2 separate regions of the Callithrix jacchus genome follow, and region 2 is linked to region 1. Evidence: chromatin contacts called from public Hi-C data. All regions are on one chromosome and are shown on one strand. The core of a region is the stretch at or near the end of the contact, and the rest is flanking DNA. Distances in the headings are between cores, read along the strand shown.

Region 1 (3,126 bases), core at 208-2,707:
ACAGAGGCGCTGTACATCCAGCAATACATATTGTCAGATAAGCCAAACAAGTCAGCTCAACACTCACACCTGGGTAAGGATGAGTTAGTCACTCTATTACCAACAAGGGCAAAAGTATTTTTATTTTTTAAATACATGGAATGTTAGTCTAACAAATCATTATTTATTTGCCCAATTCTCTGACATTTGCCTAACCATAGATCCTGTAAACCAGGATTTCCAAGGAGAACCTAGAAGGCAGGAAAAAAGGATGATTACCTCTGGCATTGCTTCTCTACATACTGTTCTAATAAACCCCAACATGTAAAGAAAGACCAAGTGGCTTAGTCCTGGAGGGGCCAAGTGATCAGAGTCAGGCAGCGGTAATAGGTATAGAAACCAAGATCAAGAGCCAAGTCACCCTATTTTCCTAACACAATTTCAGGAAAAATGAAGCTAATAGAGAGCCTCAAGATTTGCCACCTTCTTCATGGAGGGGTGAAGGGAATGCCTTATTAGGCACTTCAAAAGTGGGCCTCTGTCCTTTTGGTGCAGCAGACAGGATGCAATGGGCTTTAGGACCTTGCCAAAAAGGCACCGGCTATTTTCATAAGAGGGAAAGCAGAGAGGTGAAGCTGGTTCTTACTTAGGGCCCAGTGGGCTGTGGAACGAGGAGAAAAAGCCACAGGATACAGATTACATCCTGTCCTTAGTGGTTAAAATCCACCAATCTTGCCAGAAACTGCATGACCCCAGGTATATCAGTTCCCTCCCTAAGCTTTTTCACCTGTAAAATGGGAATCTCCGTTTTTGTCTCTGCACATTAGCCATGTGAATGACAGGAGCTAACGGACTTGGAACGCACCCTGCAAAGGTGATGGTTTGAGCTAATAATAGTAGTCATACAAATAACAATAGCAACTTTTTAGCTCGCCATGTATTTAGCTCTTCACCCTTTATTACAGTCATCATAACTACCCATTTACCAAGAGAGAAAACTGAGGATCAAGGATAAGGATCTTTCCAAGGTGCCTCCTAGGTGGGAATCAGCCTTCGGGCCGGCCAATAAGAATAGAGGTTGGGCGCGGGTTCAGTCTGGGGCAGAGATTCCGGTCACGGGTGAGCCCTGGAAGAGGGCTTGAGGATCGGAAGACAGGGAACAGGATCAGCCGGCCGGCAGGGGTCCGCACCTGCAGCCCAGGAAGAGGTGGTTGGCCCAAACCATGGAGAGGGACAGCAGCTGGTCCAGGCGGCCACCGCCGTCAGGCGGGTCGCGGTAGTCGGGCAGGTGGCGCAGGATGAATTCCATGCGGGCCTTCCATTGCTTCTCGCTCTCTGAGTAGGAGCGGAACTGCTCCGCGAAGTCGGCCGCCTGCCGCACCCCCGAGACCAGCTCCTCCACTGCGGCGGCCGCCTCGCCACCGACCATGGTGCCAGCCACAGCCCAGGACCGGATAGCCCGCCGCCTTCCCGACGAGCACTGCGCCACCGCCTGCCGGCCAGAAGGGCCCTGTCAGCGCACGACTGCTACAGAAGACCAACCTGGAGCGCCCTCGCCCGGAGCGGCGGCTTATGGGGGCACAGAGTGGCTCCTGGCTCATCAGATTACCGCAGCCCGTGGCGCCTGCCCTGGGTCTACCCAAGGCTGCAAGGGCCCTTCGCGGTCGACCCTGCGGGGAACCGGGTGTGGGGGGGTCCCTAAGCACAGAGTCTGGGTGCCCCCTTCCAGTTCGCAGCTGGATGCCAGTTAGAGCTATGCTGTGTCCTTCTTGCCCTGGGGGTTCCCCGGGCACCGCCTCATCCCGAGAGACATCGGGGGCCCCGGTCACAGCTGGATAGGATGCCCTCAGTTCTGGGGACTTACACACGGAGCTGCATTAATCGACTTCCAGGGTCTCTACACCCACCCAGGTTGGGGCCCTCTTTCCTGGAGCGAGTAATCCATCCATCTAGTGAATAACCTGCCTGGCACATTGCTAGGTACTGCAGAGGCAATGAGAGCACGCACGGGGCCCTGCTCAGATGAACTTTAGCGTCGAGTGGACAAGCAGACATTAGTGACATAATTGCTCAAGTAAATGGAGAATTTCAATGTTGACAAACAAGTATTAGTAAAGAGAAGCCCAGCGTGCTATAACCATGAATAAACAAGGGACCCAGTCTAGTCTTGGGGTCAGGGAAGTGATCCCGGAGAACTGAAGAATGAGCAGGAGTTTTCTGAGTAAAGGGGAGTCAATTAGAGCAAGAGAGAGACTGGCCTGCTAAGACACTTGCAAGATAGTGGGTAGGAGGGGTTGGGGGCCAGGGCAGGTAGAAAATGGAGAAGATAGCTTTGTGCAGTGGCAGTATCGTAGCCAATGAGGTTTATCCGAGGTGCGATTATTGCTAATTGAAAACTTTTCCCAATACCCTGTCGTGATGACTTGCAATGTAGTCGGCACTGGCAATTTTTGACAGTCTCTATGGAGACTGAATTTTAAAAAAAGAGAGCGAGAGAGAATGGAGAAGATGAGGTTGCAGAGGTCAGCAAGGCCAGTAGGCCAGGCAGATCCCAAGAATGGGGGCCCACTGAAGGTTTTCTTTTTTTTTGAGTCGGAGTTTCGCTCTTGTTACCCAGGCTGGAGTGCAATGGAGCAATCTCGGCTCACCACAACCTCCACCTCCTGGGTTCAGGCAATTCTCCTGCCTCAGCCTCCTGTATAGCTGGGATTACAGGCATGCACCACCACGCCCAGCTAATTTTTGTATTTTTAGTAGAGATGGGGTTTCACCATGTTGACCAGGATGGTCTCCATCTCTTGACCATGTGATCCACCCGCCTCGGCCTCCCACACTGAAGGATTTTAACCAGAACAGTGACACCTGTGTTTACAAAAGATGTTGGAAGGAGCTAGAAAGAATGTGTAAAGAGGAAATGAACAAGTTTGGTTTTGGTTTTAAATAGAGACAGGGTTTCACCATGTTGCCCAGGCTGGTCTCAAACTCCTGAGTTCAAGTGATCTGCTCCCCTTGGAACAGATCCATGATCTAGGGCTCCAGTGCAGGTCCCATATTGTGAGTGGGGCCGGTGAGGAGAGCTGATTATGTGCTGTCTGCTGCTTCTGCAGCTTCTTTTGGGGCCTCAGGGTCCCAGAAGTCAGCGACTCA
Region 2 (3,126 bases), core at 383-2,882, 170 kb after region 1:
CCTGTAACTGGGCACAAAGCCAGCCTGGGTGGGAATCCTCAGAAGATGGAGAAGGCTTGAGGTCAAGGCCTTGGTAGCCTGGCTTTGCATCCAGTTCCCGCACTCCCAGCTCTGTGCCTTTGTTTCAGTTTTTACTTCTCTAAGTTTCCGTTTTTTTGTCTGTAAAATGGGAATAAGGATCAAACTGACCTTGGGGTTGTAGCACATGGGACAGAGTGCCCACCATTGTGGGCCATGATTGTTGTTACTGTCCTGTCCCCTCAGCATTTGGCTCTGAGAAGAAGGGAGGCCACAGTGGTTCACCTGTAATCCCAGCACTTTGGGAGGCCAAGGTGGGCAGATCACAAGGTCAGGAGATCAAGACCATCTTGGCTAACACAGTGAAACCCATCTCTACTAAAATTACAAAAAAGTATCCGGGCATGGTGGTGGGCGCCTGTAGTCCCAGCTACTCTTGAGGCTGAGGCAGAATCGCTTGAACCGAGGAGGCAGAAGTTGCAGTGAGCCGGGATTGCATCACAGCACTCCAGCCTGCGAGACACAGTGAGACTTTCTCAAAAAAAAAGGGCGGGGAGGCCAGGGTGGGCGTGGTGGCTCACTCCTATAATCTCAGCACTTTGGGAGGCCGAGGTGGGCAAATCACCTGAAGTTAGGAGTTCAAGACCAGCTTGGCCAACATGGAGAAACCCCGTCTCTACTAAGAACGCAAAATTAGCCAGGCATGGTGGTCCATGCCTGTAATCCCAGCTACTTGGGAGGCTGAGGCAGGAGAATCCCTCGAACCCGGGAAGCAGAGGTTGTGGTGCACAGAGATTGCACTATTGTACTGAAGCCTGGGCAACAAGAGCAAGACTCTGTCTCAAAAAAAAAAGGAAACCAGCCCTTGTGCTCTTGGGTCAGCTCCACAGAGGACCAAAAGGGCAGGCCCAGTGCTAGGTCCTGAGAAGCCAGCATCCTCCCAGATTGATTCGTTCCTCCATGGCCAGGCCAGGGTTTTGCTGAGAGAAATAGGAGCCAGGGCTGCCGCCAGCATGAAATTCCATTTTATGGTCAGCCAGATGTGCTTTCCTAAAATTTCAACCATGGGCCTCGGCCCTGCTGGACACTCTGAAGGCATGGCCACTGCAGCCTCCCAGAGTTATTTATGGCTGACAAAAAAAAAACTGCAGCACTGTTGATCAGCCCGACAAGTGCCAGCCGGTGTCCCCTAGCAACCGTGCTGACGGGCAGGCTGTGCAGGGACTTGCTGCTTGTGGCTCTGGCTCTGGTCACCAGGAGTTTCTTTGAGAGCCTTAGAAGGAGGCTGAGAGGGTAGACGCAGCTCTGAGACACACACCTGCCCCGAGGATGACCTGGGACAACATCCCAAGGAGGGAGAGGCTCAGTGGGAAGCAGGTCCTGGCCTCAATGCCTGGATGGTTGTCCCCTCGGCCTTTCCCCAAAGCCAACCTTGTCCTGGGCAGCTCCAGCCTCCAGACCTCTGGCTCCTTTGCCCCAGAACCTCCCATCTCTGAAGTTCCCCGAACCCATTCGTGCCCCTGCCTCCCCCAAGCCCAGTCAACCACCTCCAGCTGCTCCCAGGTCGATAGCCCAGAAATCGCCACATCCTCCTCCCTGCCCAAAGGCTCCTGCTCTCTCTGCTCATTTGTCTCCCAGGTGTTCCACCCTTTTCTGTCCTGCTTTCTTCACTCACTTCCTGTTTGGTACTGATCTGCCCATGCCCCTGCCCTTACCCCTCTCAGCCTCACCCAGTAGGAGCCACTCCCTCCACCAGGGGAAACGCCACAGCACCAAGCAGCTCAGTCCCTGCTGCACTCCCCACCTCCTACCTGCTGCCCACATGCTGGGCTCCGCCTCCCTCAGGGCGCCCTCTTGCTCTTACCAGACAGCCTCCCCTGTCCTCACACCAGGGCCTCTAATTTCCTGCCAGCAGAGCCTCTGGGTCTATTCTCTTCCCTTCCCTTCTGTCTTTTTCCCCCACAGCGGTCACTTTTCCAGCCTACACCTGCAGCTCACAAGTCTTTTTTTTTCTTGAGACAGAGTCTTGCTCTGTCACCCAGGCTGGAGTGTAGTGGTTTGATCTCAGCTCACTGCAACCTCTGCCTCCCGAGTTCAAGTGATTCTCCTGCCTCAGCCTCCTGTGTAACTGGGATTATAGGCGCACACCACCATGCCTAGCTAAATTTTGTATTTTTGGTAGAGACAGGGTTTTACCATGTTGGTCAGGCTGGTCTCGAACTCCTGACCTGGTGATCCACCTGCCTCAGCCTCCCAAAGTGCTGGGATTACAGGGGTGAGCCACCACGCCCAGCCTGAGTCTGTCTTTTTTTCATCCTCTCTGCAGGTCATTTTCCACCAACATTTGAATCTGTTCAACTCTTTCTCATCTTCAAAAGCAAATCCTCCCTCCCTGTTTTCCTCTAGTCGTGGGTTCTTCCACTCCCACCCCATCTCTCCTTTCCTGTCATCCGTCCTGGTATTTGCATCCTTGCTTCCCACTCTGGCCGAGTTTCCACCACTTCCCAGAGCCTGCCACTCGCCGCCGGCAGCCTCCCCCGCCCACCTCTGCATCCCCCGACCCTCTCAGCAGCAGCTGCCACGGTCAGACCTGCCCTTGGTCTTGGAGTCATTTTCCTGCGATGCTTTGGCCCCCCTGAGGTCCCGGGTTACCTCCTCCCTCTCTGGCTGCTCCTTGGCCTCATTGGTCACCCACCTCTTTCCCAGGGCTGGAGGCCTCAGACTCCACTGTCTTTCACAGCTGCCCACTGCTTTGCCCCGCGTGAGGGTGCCAGCTGCCCCTCCTTGAGCTCCACACCAAGTCCCTTCTAAAGGCCACCAGCATCTCATGCCCAGCATCCCTGTTAGTTTGCTAGGCCTGCCCAACTGTGAGAATCATCCTCACAGTTGGAGGCTGGAAGCCCAAGGCTGAGGTGTCAGCAGGATTAGTTCCTTCCGGGGCTCTGCGGGAGAGTGTCTTCCCTGCTGCCAGTTTCTGGTGGTTGCCAGGAATCTTTGCTGTTCCTTGGCCTGCAGACATCTCTTTAGTCTCTGCCTCTTCAAGGACACATGCCCTTCTCCCTGTAGGTCCCTGTGTCAGGACTCACTCAAGCCCCCTAATGTTGTATG

Evidence for each region. Hi-C and Micro-C count contacts between places; a contact is called where the count stands out from the background.
Region 2: a contact with region 1 is called in a Hi-C map of induced pluripotent stem cells, with 1.9 times the contacts expected there. The contact joins the enhancer-like site here to the promoter of CDKN2AIPNL in region 1. A contact is called at or near these places in 2 of 3 Hi-C or Micro-C datasets (induced pluripotent stem cells and skeletal muscle).

The regions. Positions count from the first base shown.
Region 1 is chr2:32,801,439-32,804,564 of calJac240_pri, forward strand. CDKN2AIPNL (CDKN2A interacting protein N-terminal like) reads right to left here and starts at 1,458. Exons shown (of 3, transcript XM_002744163.7): 1 at 1,170-1,458. The coding sequence starts at 1,408. LOC118151734 (U4 spliceosomal RNA) reads left to right here and starts at 2,308; the gene lies at 2,308-2,448.
Region 2 is chr2:32,971,114-32,974,239 of calJac240_pri, forward strand. All of the region lies in intron 9 of JADE2 (jade family PHD finger 2), which reads left to right. Among named protein-coding and RNA genes, the nearest start is that of JADE2, 46 kb to the left of the region's middle. Within about 2 kb of position 1,633, at least 3 of the 16 cell types and tissues checked have an H3K27ac peak or open chromatin away from gene starts, as enhancers often do. A contact at or near this core is called in skeletal muscle, where this site is marked.